Linked DNA regions of Mus musculus: regions 1, 2, 3 and 4 are each linked to region 5. A link is a contact called in public HiChIP or PLAC-seq and Micro-C data. All regions are on one chromosome and are shown on one strand. Each heading gives the region's core, a stretch centred on a gene start, on an enhancer-like site or on the middle of the called end of the contact. The rest is flanking DNA. Distances are from core to core; before and after follow the strand shown. Region 1 has its middle 9.3 kb from the start of Gm28441. Region 2 has its middle 37 kb from the start of Gm28441. Region 3 holds the start of Atp2b4 (ATPase, Ca++ transporting, plasma membrane 4). Region 4 overlaps Atp2b4 (ATPase, Ca++ transporting, plasma membrane 4). Region 5 has its middle 4.2 kb from the start of Gm32039.

What was found. A called contact is a pair of places that touch in the nucleus more often than the background predicts. HiChIP or PLAC-seq counts read pairs in DNA pulled down with a chosen protein or histone mark.
Region 1: a Micro-C map of the G1E-ER4 cell line shows a contact between it and region 5. The contact joins two enhancer-like sites. A contact is called at or near these places in 3 of 484 Hi-C or Micro-C datasets (CD4 T cells and the G1E-ER4 cell line) and 3 of 115 datasets of contacts at active chromatin or transcription factors (bone marrow-derived macrophages, embryonic stem cells and thymic regulatory T cells).
Region 2: a BATF HiChIP or PLAC-seq map of CD8 T cells shows a contact between it and region 5, with 7 read pairs. The contact joins two enhancer-like sites. A contact is called at or near these places in 4 of 39 promoter capture datasets (3T3-L1-derived adipocytes, cranial neural crest, embryonic stem cells and 1 more), 8 of 484 Hi-C or Micro-C datasets (CD4 T cells, CD8 T cells, the G1E-ER4 cell line and 5 more), 5 of 115 datasets of contacts at active chromatin or transcription factors (CD8 T cells, bone marrow-derived macrophages, effector CD8 T cells and 2 more) and 2 of 9 other capture datasets (adipose tissue and liver).
Region 3: an H3K27ac HiChIP or PLAC-seq map of embryonic stem cells shows a contact between it and region 5, with 5 read pairs. The contact joins the promoter of Atp2b4 here to the enhancer-like site in region 5. A contact is called at or near these places in 1 of 39 promoter capture datasets (neural stem cells), 5 of 484 Hi-C or Micro-C datasets (cerebellar granule neurons, embryonic stem cells, erythroblasts and 2 more), 6 of 115 datasets of contacts at active chromatin or transcription factors (the NIH/3T3 cell line, embryonic basal ganglia, embryonic limb bud and 1 more) and 1 of 9 other capture datasets (embryonic stem cells).
Region 4: an H3K27ac HiChIP or PLAC-seq map of trophoblast stem cells shows a contact between it and region 5, with 4 times the contacts expected there. The contact joins two enhancer-like sites. A contact is called at or near these places in 2 of 39 promoter capture datasets (the 3T3-L1 cell line and neural stem cells), 11 of 484 Hi-C or Micro-C datasets (the 3T3-L1 cell line, CD4 T cells, CD8 T cells and 7 more), 10 of 115 datasets of contacts at active chromatin or transcription factors (differentiating embryonic stem cells, embryonic basal ganglia, embryonic hindbrain and 6 more) and 2 of 9 other capture datasets (adipose tissue and embryonic stem cells).

Annotation. Positions count from the first base shown.
Region 1 is chr1:133,824,489-133,827,227 of GRCm38.p6, reverse strand. No RefSeq gene overlaps it. Among named protein-coding and RNA genes, the nearest start is that of Gm28441, 9.3 kb to the left of the region's middle. Within about 2 kb of position 1,412, at least 33 of the 459 cell types and tissues checked have an H3K27ac peak or open chromatin away from gene starts, as enhancers often do. A contact at or near this core is called in the G1E-ER4 cell line, where this site is marked.
Region 2 is chr1:133,796,658-133,799,357 of GRCm38.p6, reverse strand. It overlaps a transcript of Atp2b4 not described here. Among named protein-coding and RNA genes, the nearest start is that of Gm28441, 37 kb to the left of the region's middle. Within about 2 kb of position 1,412, at least 12 of the 459 cell types and tissues checked have an H3K27ac peak or open chromatin away from gene starts, as enhancers often do. A contact at or near this core is called in CD8 T cells, Th1 cells and erythroblasts, where this site is marked.
Region 3 is chr1:133,752,474-133,755,173 of GRCm38.p6, reverse strand. Atp2b4 (ATPase, Ca++ transporting, plasma membrane 4) reads left to right here and starts at 1,427. Exons shown (of 20, transcript NM_213616.4): 1 at 1,427-2,085. The coding sequence starts at 1,893.
Region 4 is chr1:133,715,290-133,717,989 of GRCm38.p6, reverse strand. Atp2b4 (ATPase, Ca++ transporting, plasma membrane 4) reads left to right here. Exons shown (of 20, transcript NM_213616.4): 17 at 1-202; 18 at 1,378-1,485. Among named protein-coding and RNA genes, the nearest start is that of Mir6903, 10 kb to the left of the region's middle. Within about 2 kb of position 1,304, at least 6 of the 459 cell types and tissues checked have an H3K27ac peak or open chromatin away from gene starts, as enhancers often do. A contact at or near this core is called in CD8 T cells, differentiating embryonic stem cells and trophoblast stem cells, where this site is marked.
Region 5 is chr1:134,098,003-134,100,702 of GRCm38.p6, reverse strand. No RefSeq gene overlaps it. Among named protein-coding and RNA genes, the nearest start is that of Gm32039, 4.2 kb to the right of the region's middle. Within about 2 kb of position 1,297, at least 401 of the 459 cell types and tissues checked have an H3K27ac peak or open chromatin away from gene starts, as enhancers often do. A contact at or near this core is called in CD8 T cells, the G1E-ER4 cell line, the NIH/3T3 cell line and 9 more, where this site is marked.

The sequences.
Region 1 (2,739 bases), core at 163-2,662, 270 kb after region 5:
ACCTCAGCCTCCTGAGCACATGAAACCAAAAGCGTGGATCATCACACCTGGCAGCCTAGCCATTTAATTACACACATCCTGACTCCCACAGAGGACTTCTTTTTAGGGGGCCAAGGATGTGTCTCAGTGGCAGAGCACTTACTCTGTGGGACCCTGGAAAGAAAGAACAATTGTTTGTTTGTTTCGTGTTTTTGTTTTGTGTGGGTTTTTTTTGAGACAGGTTTTCTCTGTAAAACTCAATTTGCATAGCAGGCTAGACTTGAACTCACAGAAACCCACCTGCCTCTGCCTCTCAAGTCCCAGGATTAAAGGTGTGCACACCACACACAGAAGAACAATTTCTAAGGGAAAGTCTTAGTTTGCTCTTAGTCCCAAGTCCTTCGTAAGGGTGTTTGGAAACAAACAGCCATAAAAATGACAACAGAGCCCAGCACAGTAGGCAGGTCACCTCCACCACTTCTCTCCCCAAAGTTACCCCACCCCACCCCCACTCCCACCCCATCCCTGCAGGCTCAGCCTGTGGGGTCAGTGGGATCACAGGCACAGGGGGTCTAGGAATGAAGTAGTGAACATGGATCCCTCCATACACTTACAGCTCCTAGGATGGTATCTGAATTAAGGAAAGAACACCCACCCTCCCTTGGCCCAGCTCGAGGAAGAAAAGGCAGCAAGGTAGAGCCTGGCTGTTCTGGGGCCTTGGGAATCCAGGCTGGCCTGGAACTTCAATAGTCTCGTGTCAACTTCCCAAATCCTGAGATTACAGGTTTGCCTTAGCATGCTCCGACCTCTAGGCTCAACCTCGTACACACTTTTTTTGGTGGTGGTGGTGGTGGTGGTTGGGTGTTGCAGTTTGCTGTGGTTTTACAAACCCAGGTCTCACCCTCAGGCTCACAATGTAGCAGATCTGAGCCTCAAGAGCTCAGATTTCTGATCTCCACCTCCCAAGAGCTGGAGTTCCTGACTTGCACCACTACTCTCAGTTTGAAAATCCCTCCCGGAGCTTCGGAGCTTCGAGCTTGGTATTTGCACTTGAGCAGCGCCAGACTCCAGTGGAGTGCTGGTCTTTCTTGATAGGGTCCCACAACCTCTCAAGCCACCGGAAAAACCGTCATGAATGGTACAGCCACACAGGGAGCTGGTGAAGACAGTTCACCATTGTGATAATGATAGTTCAACAGCCTCTGAAGAGTCAACTGTTCTTAGCTTAAAGACGCTTCTAATTCTGCTGGACTCCCTGCTCGCCCTGATGCTCCCTGAACCATTTGCAGCTGACAAGAGCCCCAAGTGCTCCGGGTGGGTGCTCATCACCCTAGGACACCTGCTTCTCCTCTCAGCCTTTGGCACCGCCCAACTCCCTCACATCAGGACCGCCTGATAGGCTCCCCCTCCTGCCCGGCCTTTGGTTCTCTGCACGGATGGCTGAGCAGACAATCAATATTTATCTGACTCTGCCAGGCTCAGCTCCTGGGAGGCCCAGCATGTCCCGGCGTGGGCGGGCTTTAATGCAGACACAGAGCTGGTGAAGAGACCAGCCAGGCCCCTGTTCCTTGCATTCTAGACTAGGCCTGAGGTCAGCAAAAGCCAGGTGGCCACAGTCTGACATTCTAGTGACTAGTCCCTCACAACTGTCAAGGCTTATCTGTGCCCTTGTCTCATTGTGGCACCTGCTCTTGTCCCTGCCCAGGGCTTAGGGCTCCTGTTCATTGTGATGTTAACCAGACAAAAATCCCTGAGTAAAACCAGGGGAGAATAGCAAGCAGGTGCACAGCAGGGCACAGCCGCCTGGCTAGAGGGGTTTTGGGGAAATATCCATCTGGTTCCAGTCCCTCCACCAGCAGCCCCTCCTATTTACCTCATTCTGTGTCACTCCCTTGAAGCCACTCAGTGTTCCACAGGGTCATCCCACATCTCTCCCTGACCCTCTGGTTCTCCTGGCTAGCTCCACCCTCCTCCCCAAGTCTTCTCTGACTTAGCCTCCCCAGCCCTGACCGCTTGCCCTTTTTCTTGGTTCCTACACAAACAGCTGGCACAGTGGTAATTTTCTCTCCTGAAGAATCAAGCCTCTCATGAGGGGAATCATCTCCCCTGCATCTGGAGAGCGGGGACCATGGCTAACCCACCCTGTGGCATCTGTCAGAGCCATTTCACAAGTGGCTCTGTAAACATTTGTTGGTTGACTGAATGACCTCTGACCTCCACATAAACCAGAGAATTTCTCAAGAATAAGATCAAAATACCTATGTCTTATCTTTTCTGGGACTCTCCAAGCACAGTCAATAAAAGGATACCTGTCCTTAATTGTTCAGCCAATGGAGAAAACCCGGAGACAATTTTTTGTAGCTACCCATTGAGCTTTCCTACCCTGCCACCGTTCCGTGGCCTACTTCTGTGCCCTTTAAGCAGTTAAAGCACCTGCCCTGATCAAGTCATATTCCTTTGAAATCCAGAGTGGTCTTGGCTTGGTTTGAGAGTTTGTCTACTGATGCATTTATCAGTCTATAATAGTTGCATCAAAACCATCCCGAGGTTTAGAGAATGTGACTGAGTGGTTGAGCCCTTGCCTAACTCTATGAGGCTGCTTCACACAGCTTTCACTCTTCCACACTAACACAGGACTTGTACCACGTACTTGGTCTTCATGGGTGCATGCCCATTCTCCCAATGAGGAAACTGAGACTCACAGGCATAATAATGGATGTGGAATCCTTGTTTGGACCATGTTCTTCTGACTCTGGCCTC
Region 2 (2,700 bases), core at 163-2,662, 300 kb after region 5:
GGGACTGAAGGGAGGGAAAAGAAGTCCCTATTCTGCAGACCAACTATCTCCTCCTCCAGTTGGGGTGTCTGGCAGGGAGTCTTCAGATCCACCTGCTCTCCCCCCCCAGCTCCTCCTATTCCTGGTTCTTCCTAACTAGAGACCCTTTCCTGTAACCCCACCCCCACCCCCTTGCTCTGGGTCCTCCTTATCTGGAAGGGAGAAGACCAGGGTTGTTCCAGGCAGGGATCAGCATGGAAAGGGGCCTAGGGGAAAGGGGAGATTTCACAAGAGGGCCCTATGAATCAGGCAAGCTAGCTAAGCCAGCTACCTGTCTGGGTTATGAGAAAAAGCCTTGCAGAGACCCTGGGAAAGAGACAGAGGCTAGGAGAGTTTAAGGGTAACCAGGAAAGCCTCAAGAGTACGCCTTCATTTGGAGTGTTTGGTGATGGCTCAGACTGTACCTCTCTGCCACTGTAACCTAATTGTATTTCCAGCCCCAGGAAGAATTGATGTCCTTATTCTATAGGAAGGGGAGGAGAGAATCCTGGGGGCAGACACTGGTAGACAAGGATGGCTGCTTCCTGAAATGCCTGCTTAGATAAGCGCACTAGGGCACCTGCTCTAGTGGTCTTGTGTCCTGCCTCTAGGGCAGCTGTGGTGACTGCTTTTCAGGCCAGCTGTTGCTCCCAGCTGTGCAACCGGGAGGGGCTGGGAATATTGATTCAGAATTTGGGCCCCCTCACCTCTAGCTGCCTCTGTGGCCCGCCCTATTGTCAGCCTGTCAGCAGCTGGCTCCACCCTCCTGCCTGGTTCTGCCCTCTGAGTACTCCCTCAGGAGAAAGGGCTTAGAAGGAGTAGAGGCTTCTGGCCTTCCAGTCCCTGCCGGTCCCTCATTCCCTTCCCCTTCCATTTTCCATCTCTGTGTCCCTGGATCCAAGGTCAAGTTGAAGGAGCTTAGTTTGTCTCACCCCTCACATTCCCAGCTTCTAGCACAGTGCTGAGACATACAGAGGCACTCAGTCAACACTTGTGAGAAGAAAAGGGCAGCTTAATTTCTTAAAAAACATCTGGGAGGGAGGGTGCATCTGGAGGTCAGAGGACAATGTGTTCTCTTCTGTATGATGTGGGTCCAGGGCACCCACACTCAGGTCAGGAGAGGCTTCGAGGGAGGGGACCTTATCTACAGGTCCATCTTGCTAGTCCCGAGGGGTGGAGTGTTAGCATGCGGAGAGTCAGTTGCATGCGAGGTATCAGAAGGGGCCCCTGGTTTGCCCTCTGTTCTATAGCTTCTCCTTGTTCTGGGAACCCTGCTCACTACCGAGACAGTGGGAAGGAGTGGCTGAGTCAGATTTGTCACACAGCTATGGTCTTTGATGTCTGAAGAGAGTCAGAAAGAGGGTACTAAGTGAGCACACACATCCCACCCCACCCCCCTTGCACCCCTGAACTAGAAGAGTCAGAATCTACCCAAGGCTTGCTGCTGGGTAGAGTAAGGTCCCTGAGCAGGAACAGCAGGGGCCTGACTTATGTCACACTCTCAGTTTCTATAAGATCTAGAGAGGAAGGGGGACCTAGGCTAGCTCTTCCCCAGCCTTGCCTGTCAGCAGCTCAGACTGCCAGCTGAGACTACTAAGTTGACTCCTCTCGGTACCCATGGTTCTTTGCTCTTTATTCAGTGTTCTGGGCCTCAGGACCACCCCTCCCCCCACCCCTCATTAAGATCTACCAAACTTTGAAAGGAGATGGAGAGTTTGTTTATTTGGGGTGCCTAGGAGCCCAAGAAGCTTGATACTACCTTACAGGTGATGGGCCCCACCCTGAGCCTGCCCTTTCCTAGAAGGGTATCTGCCAGGCCATCTGTGTTCCTTCCCTGCAAGTGCCTCCCAGAGATGCCACCCACCCAGCCCATTGCCTGATCCTCTCATCCATCCCCCTTTCCAGGAGAAGTAGGATGAAGAGGATAGGGTGGGGCAGGTACTCTCTAGGTGCATTCTTACTGGACTAACAGCATTTCTCCACTCTTTTCCCCCTCTAGAAAATAGATGGTATACACGTCATTCTAAATTGACACAGGATCATACATATTTTTGTTCTATTCAAATATAGACTATTTATCATTTCCTTGCGGTGGGGAAGAAAAGAGCAATTCAAAGGTGATTTCTTGTACATGAACAGCACACTATCATTTTCTCCAGTCCTATCATTCGAATAGAACAACAGAACATATTTACTCCTCTCTAACTCCAGCTAGGAGGTGTCCATCATCCTGTCTTCATCCTTCTCTCCCCACCCCCCAAACCTGGCAACCACCATTCCATCTCAACTCTGTAAAATCAGCTTTTCCAGATTCCACACGGGGCCATCTGTATCTGTCTCGCCATGCCTGGTTTCGCTTAACATGAGGGGCCTCGAGTTCCTTCTGTGTTGTTGCAAATACAAATGACAGGTTGCTGTTCTTTCATGGCTGAACACTCTAGTATATTAGTGCCCTGTTTTCTTTACCAGTCCATCAACTGATGGGTACTCGGGTTGTTTTGATCTCCTCCCTGTTGTGAATGGTGCTGCAATAGACAGAGCCGGCAGATGTCTCTGTGTTGATTTCGTTTCCTTCACATGCATACCTAGCAGTGCGATTGCTGGGTCGCATGGCGGTTCCATTTCTAATTCTGTTTGTGCGGTGCTGGGAATCGAACCTATGGCCTCTTGCATGCCAAGCAA
Region 3 (2,700 bases), core at 178-2,677, 350 kb after region 5:
AGTCTTAATGAGGGAGTTACACCTACTGCCTCAGGGAACCTTCTCAGGATTCCCTGCTTGCTTAACTTGTTGTAAGTCGGGGTATTGGGGAGGTGGATGGAACATGCTGGCTGAGGGGCAGAAGTGGGATAACCTCCATTCCAGAGGAACCTGCCTGAAACAGGATTGGTTGAAATCAGTCAGGAGCTTTGGCCAGATGGGATTTCTGGAGAAAATAAATTGATAAAAAGAGCCAAGTTCTTCTCTGATGACTCAAGAGTTGTATTCACCTTCTAGAAGCAAAAAAAAAAAAAAAAAAAAAAAAAAAAAAAAAAAAAAAAAGCATTTGTTTATTACCTAGCCAATTGGAGTGCCTTGCCAGACCCTGGCAGCATCGACCAATTGCAGGGTGGTTATTTCACCAGAATGGGGCCCTACATACTTGAGCCTCTCCTATCGGAGGAGCTGATATATAACATGTAGCCAGCCCTTGTCTGCAGCTGAGCATAGGGCTCAGCTCAGTCTCTAAGCCACCTTCAGCCCCTCTCATCCCCACATACCCTTAGCTGTGCCTGCACACCCTAGCCAGTATGTGCTCCAGCTAACGTCTATCTTGCTGAGGGAAAAATGCCTACCTTTCTCTGATGTGTCACTATGCTAACATGAGCCCCTCTGGTTGCTCCCTTACCCTGAGGACAGTGTTGGGACCTGTCTATGGGCTGAACAGACTGTTCTCTTATCTCTCCTACACTGGAAAAACTTGAACACTCACTATCTTTCTTCCCAGAGCTCCACCTGGCCCTTATAGAAAAACTGAATCCACCCTGTGTCATAAACTGTTAGCGTGTTTCACTCTTTTCTTACCAGGAAAAGCCTCTGCGAGGGCTTAGCCTTGAGACCAAAATTTGGTGCCAGATAACTGCTGTAGGTTTCCAAATTTTCATACCACTGAAGGCTGAGTGTTCTAAGAGACCTTTTATCAGCCTGTCTTTCTGGATTGTAAATGTCTGTGTTGGGAGTAGAAGGTGCACAAGCAAGCCATGTTTCAGCCCCCTTGGGTCTAGATTCCTTTTCTGATTCTTCTCACATCTTACAGGTAAGGCCAGACTAATGTATCCTATAGGTCAGTCAGCCCATGAAGGGGAGGAGCATTAGAGGTTATAACCTTTTATATGCGAGTTCCTTGAGTTATTTTGTGTGCCTTGATTTGGAAGAAATAAGGCTTAAAGATGATGTTTCTGAGATAAATCCTCTACATTCCCAGCCAGCAGGCCTACCCAGGGCTTCCCATGAGCCTGGATACTGAGCTCAGGCCTCAGTTCTCAGTTCCGTTCAGCCACCAACTGTCATTTAAACCCTTCTTCTCGAGAGTACCTTGCAGATCCTGGATCCTCATGGCTGTTCTAATTGTTCCTTTTTGTCTTTTTTTTGCATCTCTATTCCAGAGGCCTAGCCCTCATCGTTATCCAGGGAGCCCTCCTCTTTTTCCTGACGCCAGCCTACCATCGTAATTGCTGATTGTTGCTAAGGTTGCTTCCATGGTAACATGCTTATCCTGTTTACACTTCTATATGGACAAGAAGTCTAAACTAGGAACCTACCTACTCTGGACAACCATTCCCATCTCCACCCAGAGGACACCAATCATCGTGACACCACGTCCATCTTTTACTAAGTTCCCCCAACCTCTTCCTCTTCTCACTAGTAGACTTAATACAGAAGCAAGGATCTAGGCCGGGTGTTGCTACTCTGAAACTTATTGCACGAGATATTGTCAATTTATCCCCTAACTGACCTCCCAGAGAAGAAAGAAGTGGGAAGAAACGGCGAATAGAAGGCAAGAGACACTGATCAGTTAGAGGGGAAACTCTACATCTTCTCTGGTTGAGAGTCTGGTAACTGAAGAAGGCAAAATGACGAATCCACCAGGACAAAGCGTGTCAGCCAACACAGTGGCTGAGAGCCATGAAGGGGAGTTTGGCTGCACCTTAATGGACCTGCGAAAGCTCATGGAGCTTCGTGGAGCTGATGCAGTGGCCCAGATCAGTGCCCACTACGGAGGGGTACAGGAAATCTGCACTAGACTGAAAACCTCCCCTATAGAAGGTAAAGGCCATTTCAAGGGTTGGGGATTGGGGGCAGTGAGTAGGATTTTGAAATATTTTTGTCTAGCTTCTAGGGAAAGTCCGGTTCTGGAGATCCAATAAGTTGTGTCTGGTCTGGTGGGGAGAGCACAGACCTCTAAAGCCGAGGTGGCCACTGAGGGAGGGCATGAAGAGCTTTCCTCCTCTACCACGTTTAGGAACTGTGATCTCTGAGTCATTCTCTCCTCCTACTTCTGTGTCGGTCCATCGTATGGAGGGTCCTTATTTATTATGTAGATGCACTTATCAGTATAGTCAATGTCCTCACTTAATTAGATTTTGATTACAGAAGAGCTTAAGATGGACATCTTCCTCACACTGATCTTAAAGCTCAATGGATGAGAAAAGACGACAGGAAGTAGTATTCCAGCCATCTGAGTACCTTACTGTACACAGAAATGGGTTGGCATATCATAAATATGTATTTGGATAAATTAATATTTTCTGTCTTGGAGTTTCTGATTTTTTTTAACCCTGTCTAATAAAAATTTTTCCCCACCATGTAGGGTCCAAACCCAGGGCTTTGTACAGCGCCCCGACATTAATCTGTAGCCTCAGCCCACTGTTTTGCTTTTTA
Region 4 (2,700 bases), core at 55-2,554, 380 kb after region 5:
GTTCGACATTGACAGTGGGAGGAAGGCACCTCTCAATTCGCCACCCAGCCAGCACTACACCATTGTTTTCAACACGTTTGTGCTGATGCAACTCTTCAACGAAATCAACGCTCGGAAGATCCACGGTGAGAAGAACGTGTTTGCAGGCGTCTACCGCAACATCATTTTCTGCACTGTAGTTTTGGGCACATTCTTCTGCCAGGTAAGATTCTGTCTGGGCTTGGGATAGGGGTGCTGGGAGACAGAGGGCAGGAGCTTGGGAGCTAGGACTCTCTCTAGGTGCCCAAGATTAGGAGAGGGAGTTACGAGGACCAAGGCTAAGAGTAAACACCTTGGGGGTCTCAGTTGGCTTTCCTGGGTACCTCGTTTTTAGAACTGAGCCCACTCAGGTGCTCCAAGGCAAGGGAGCATGTCCCCTGCAAGTATGACTTAGAGAATTCTTTCATGACCTTTCTAAATGTGCAGAAGTTCCATATAGTGACCAAGAGAAGAGTCACTATCTCCTACCTCCTTCCCATGCCAGCACAGATGAAATGGCGTGTGTATAGTAGTGTAGTAGTGTATAGGTAGTGTAGGCTCCCAGTCCCCACCCTGGCCCTTTTGTTCTGAGTGAGTTTCTGATTGGAAATGCTGCACGATTCACAGAGGAGTGATGGGTTGGTACGTACACAGCTGCTGGGATAACCCTGCCTGGGCTCCTGGTATGAAAACGAGGATCAAGAGCACAGTTGCCTGGTAGTGGGAAGATGGGGTCCTTCCTTCTTGTGCCAGTTCCGACTAGTGAACCTAGTTAGAGGTTCACTAAGATACTTGTCTACAAAGGATTATGGGAAGGCCACACAACCGAAGAACATCTTCTTGGAGCTGGAGACAGCAACAGTTAAGAGGGGGCCAGAGTTTAAATTCCAGCACTCGGTATCACTTGACTCCTGATCACCTGTAATGCTACCTCCAGAGGATCTGACACTCTCTTCTGTCTTCTGTGGTACATGGATTAGGTTACAGACCCACACGTTGACACACACATGCCTCGCACGCGCTCGCACACACACACACACACACACACATGTTCCTCTTCTGCATGCCTTCTCTCTGTCACACACTAGCCTACATCACAGGAAGCCTCCAACTTTCTCTGTTCCTGCCAGACCGTATATTAATCGCTGTCATGATACTCATAGCCATCCATCACATGATTCCCATTTGAAGTGTTCTATGAAGATTGTATCTGTAGCCCTTCTCCACGTCTGCACTTCTTTCCTGTTCCACAAGAACATTAGGACTTGTGCCCCAAGAGCCCTGCAGGGGGCGCTGTGGCCCTAGCCACCCCGGAGGTCTTGGCCTCCCCGTGGCAGGCCGTGCTTTGCTGTGTTTCAGATCATGATTGTTGAACTGGGAGGGAAGCCCTTCAGCTGCACAAGCCTGACCATGGAGCAGTGGATGTGGTGTCTCTTTATAGGGATTGGAGAACTTTTGTGGGGTCAGGTGAGTGTGGGGTGCCCTCTACAGATCCCTAAAGCTGCAGACCCCAGCTCCTTGTTTCACCTGACCCAACCTTCCCCCTTCCCTCCATCACAGTTTCAAGTTCCTTCTGTCTTGGGGTGCCAGGCTGGAGTAACCATTGCCTTCACTTCAGAACTTAGGTTCTCTGTCCCCCATTCTTAGAGACTGAAAAAAAAAAAGCGTTTTGAAACAAAAGTGGAAATTTTCCATTAAAAAATAAACCTAAGGATCTTTAAAAAAAAAAAAAGGCAAAAGCAAAACGCAAAAAGCAAACGTCGTGCTGACGATGCCACAGTCTGACCCAGGGCTACTCCACTGCCGTGGTGCTGCTGTAGTTCAGAGCTTTCCCGCCTCTTCTCTGCTTCACGGTGGCTGGTTGAATGCCCAGCTCCCACTTGAGATAAATCAGTCCTACAGATGCTCCAGAGAGGAGGGTGACACTCGGATCAGCACAGCCTCTGGAAGCCGCTGGGGCTGGAATCACCCTTCTTCTCTTCACAAACTTTAGTAGCCATGGGCAAGTTCCTTAGCCAGTCCATTTATTAGGGATCTCCACATAGGATAACAGAGTGATCATTACTTGTTGTTAACTAGTGAACGATTATTGAACCAAAAACATGACAATACCTGTTATAAGTACTCAGTGAGTGTTAATACTAATTGCGACAATGTCATCGTAGCTTTGAGTTTCATCCTTCCCTTAATACCATGCTTAGTTCTGGCCTGGACTGTTCTCCGCAGATCTCAAGTCTATACTGAGAATCCCCTAGTGCCGCTTCCCAAGCTAAAAGCGGGATTAAGGAAGGGATGAAAGTCAGCTTAGCTAATTGTGTTCCAATTCGTGTCTCAGTCCCTCCACCCCACATGTACAACGCATTTCTCTCCCAGCTCGATTTGCCCTTGGCCCCATCTTCCTGATGTGTGCCTGCTTTATAGCTCTGTTCAGTTGTCTTAAAAAAGACAAAGATCCCACTGGGAAGGAAGAGTCAAGACGGAGACAGAGTGTGAGTGTAATGAAGTGGCTGGGAGATTACAGGAATCAAGTCCCCTTCTGTGTGTCCACAAATGCTGGCACCTTCCCAAGTGCAATCAACTGGAACAATGGGTTCATCTCCTGGGCAGCTTAGTGCTTCTTGGTGCTTCTCAGGTGGGAAAGGCTTGAGGCTTAGGAGCCTCCCAAGGGCCTGGCTCAGGCCA
Region 5 (2,700 bases), core at 48-2,547:
CACTCTACACCCTCTGCCACGGGCCTGAGTGCTGAGCTACTCACTCACAGAATGTGTGGAGCCTAGGTGAGGCTCTCTCTTCATCCAGCAATGCCCCCCCCCCCAATTTAAAGTAGCCACGACTCTGCAGCTCTCTCTCACCAGGAGGTTTACCTGAGCTGCCCTGCCAAACCTCCTCTGCTCTAGATCCTAAGGACCCAGTGGTCAGCACCATCATGGTAGTATTTGGTGGCTAGCCAGGCCACTGTGTTGCTCATGAGCCGTTCACAGGTGTCCTTGCGTTCTCAGGAAGCCCACCTGTTTGCTGATGGAATAAAGCCTCGTCTTTAGTTTCCTAGGTCAGCGCCTAAGCCTGGACATTTCTCGATGAGTCTTTGTGACCTTTAGAGAAAACCCACGGGGCACAGCTGTCCGTGTTCAGGTCTGGGATCATGCTAGGGCCTAGAAGGGCTCGCGTGACAGGGTTCCTTTAAAGTTCCTTTACCCTGGATGGAGGATGAGAAACCATACAGCAACAGGCATTTGTAGCAGTTAATATTTATTGAGGTTTTACTCCATGCTGGTCCAAGCATTCCACATGAGTTAGCTCACTGAATATTCACGGGTCACTGGGGCAAGGACTACTATTATACATACCACATGCAGCCCACGGGCCTGCGCTGTGTGGGAGAGGTGGTGATGGAGCAGGTGTTGGGTGAACAGGCATGAGACAAGATGATGAGCAAAGGGGACAGAGTGGCCTAAGAGACCCAGGGATATTCAAGAAGAGCATGTGCCCACAGTCCTGACACCTCAGCGTCAGACTTTCCCGGGACTTAGGAATGTCTGTTGGGATTTTCCAGTCTCTAGTCCAACCTCCCCAAACACAACATAGCAAAAGGCCAGGTGTTAGGAATGGTCTGTCCAGTGTGCTGGCCAGTTTTGATCCATTCAGCCAGACTTCTCCACCGTCTGAATTGGAGTGAAAAAGCTTAAATCACCTGACCCATCACTTAGACTCGAGCTTCACGGGTGAACTGGGAGAGGCCCTCGGCCGTCTTTCATTTTAACCCTCATAAGAATGGCAGACAGCAGGGCAGGGTGATATCATTCTGACTTTCTTTCCTGCCGGTCTCCCCTTCCCAAGCCTCAGTCTCCCAGTTAGGAACTGCTCCTGCCAGCTTCCCTCCACAGGTCTCATCGGTGAGTGACAGTCAGTGGTCAGTGAGACACTTCGGCTGGAATGTTGATCTGTAAGCGGAGGAAACTGGTAGGACGGGAGAAAGTCCGGAGAAAGCCGCTAGAGAAACCTGAGCTGGAAGCCAATGAGCTGCCAGTATGGAGGCTGAGCCATTAGACGAGCAGCCAATGAGCTACCGGTATGGAGGCTGGGCCATTAGACAAGTTTTGTAAATAACATCCGGCTTGTGTTTAGAACCGTGATGTTCCATTCCCCAAATAGAACTTGACTCTCTGCGTAAGGCATTCCTCGGGGCCTTGGGGAGCTGCACTAGTCCCTCCCCTAGTTGCTCTGGAGTCAGGACCGGGAGCACAGAGCGGCCCAGCTCAGTCTGGCAGGTTAGTGTGGACTTGTAGTCATTCCATGCAACACTTTGATACTAGAGGCAAGCCAGATGGTGTCTCTTCTCCCAAATACAGGCAGATTTGGTTGCTGAGGGACACCAGAACAGGCTCAATGGACATCTATTTTTAAGTCCCTCCAGACTTCATCCATTACCTTGTGTCTTGGATTTCCCAGGAGGCCCCTGGCAGGGTGTGCACTGGGCACCTGGAATCGACTCCAAGGCAGAGCTGTTGACAGTGTGGTCAGACCCTGACCAAAGTGAGATAGGGCTTTCTGTCCCGTTTGCGTTGTTTCCTGGGCCACCCACACACTGTTTTTAACTCTAAGAACCCCTTCCTGCCCCGGGGAGCAGCAGGGTCACTCTGAGGAGTCTTCCATCTGTCTTCACCATCCCACACTACAGGTCCTTACACAGGAGTAATCTAAACGACTTGGAACTCCAGATAAGATCCTTGCTTCCATTAAACATTGACAAGACCCAGGCCTGGCAACTGAGAGTGCTTGTGTGCAGCGGAACTTCTGGGAGACCATGGCAGCTGGACTATTAAAAATGAATGGGCTCCGACGCCTCCCAGGTTCTGCCTCTCAATGTGGCAGTTCTCCAGTGGCTGGGAGGAGGAGCCAGGAGGGTTCAGAAAGGGCCAGCAGGACCTAGACCTCAAGCGACAGCAGTCTCGGGCATCTGCTCCCTTATATTCCGGCTGGAAAGTATACAGCCTCTCTGTCAGAAAGGAAAGCCTGACCTAGCCCTATAGCATGGCACTCTGAGCTGAAATTCAAAAGCTGCTTCTTGGGTACTCAAAAGGTTCATATAACCTGGTGTGTGGCAGCACTTGAAAGCTGAGGCAGGAGGATTGAGAGTTCAAGGCCAGTCTGGGCAGCATGGTCTGACTGCCTCAAGGAAGGAAGGACAGTGGGAGCAGCTTGTGGTGTTTGGAGCCTGCAGCCTCCGCGTTCAGGAAGCGGAGGTAGAAGTACTGCGCAAGGTTCAAACCCACAAGGAGTTACTGGGTTAAGTGTGAATTCCTGACCAGCCTAGGCTAGCCTGAGTCACAAATAAACAAACACAAACTTCAAAACCTGCCCTCCTCCCCCGAGATCTTGATTTTTATCAGTTGTTGGCCTGCGGGTCCTCT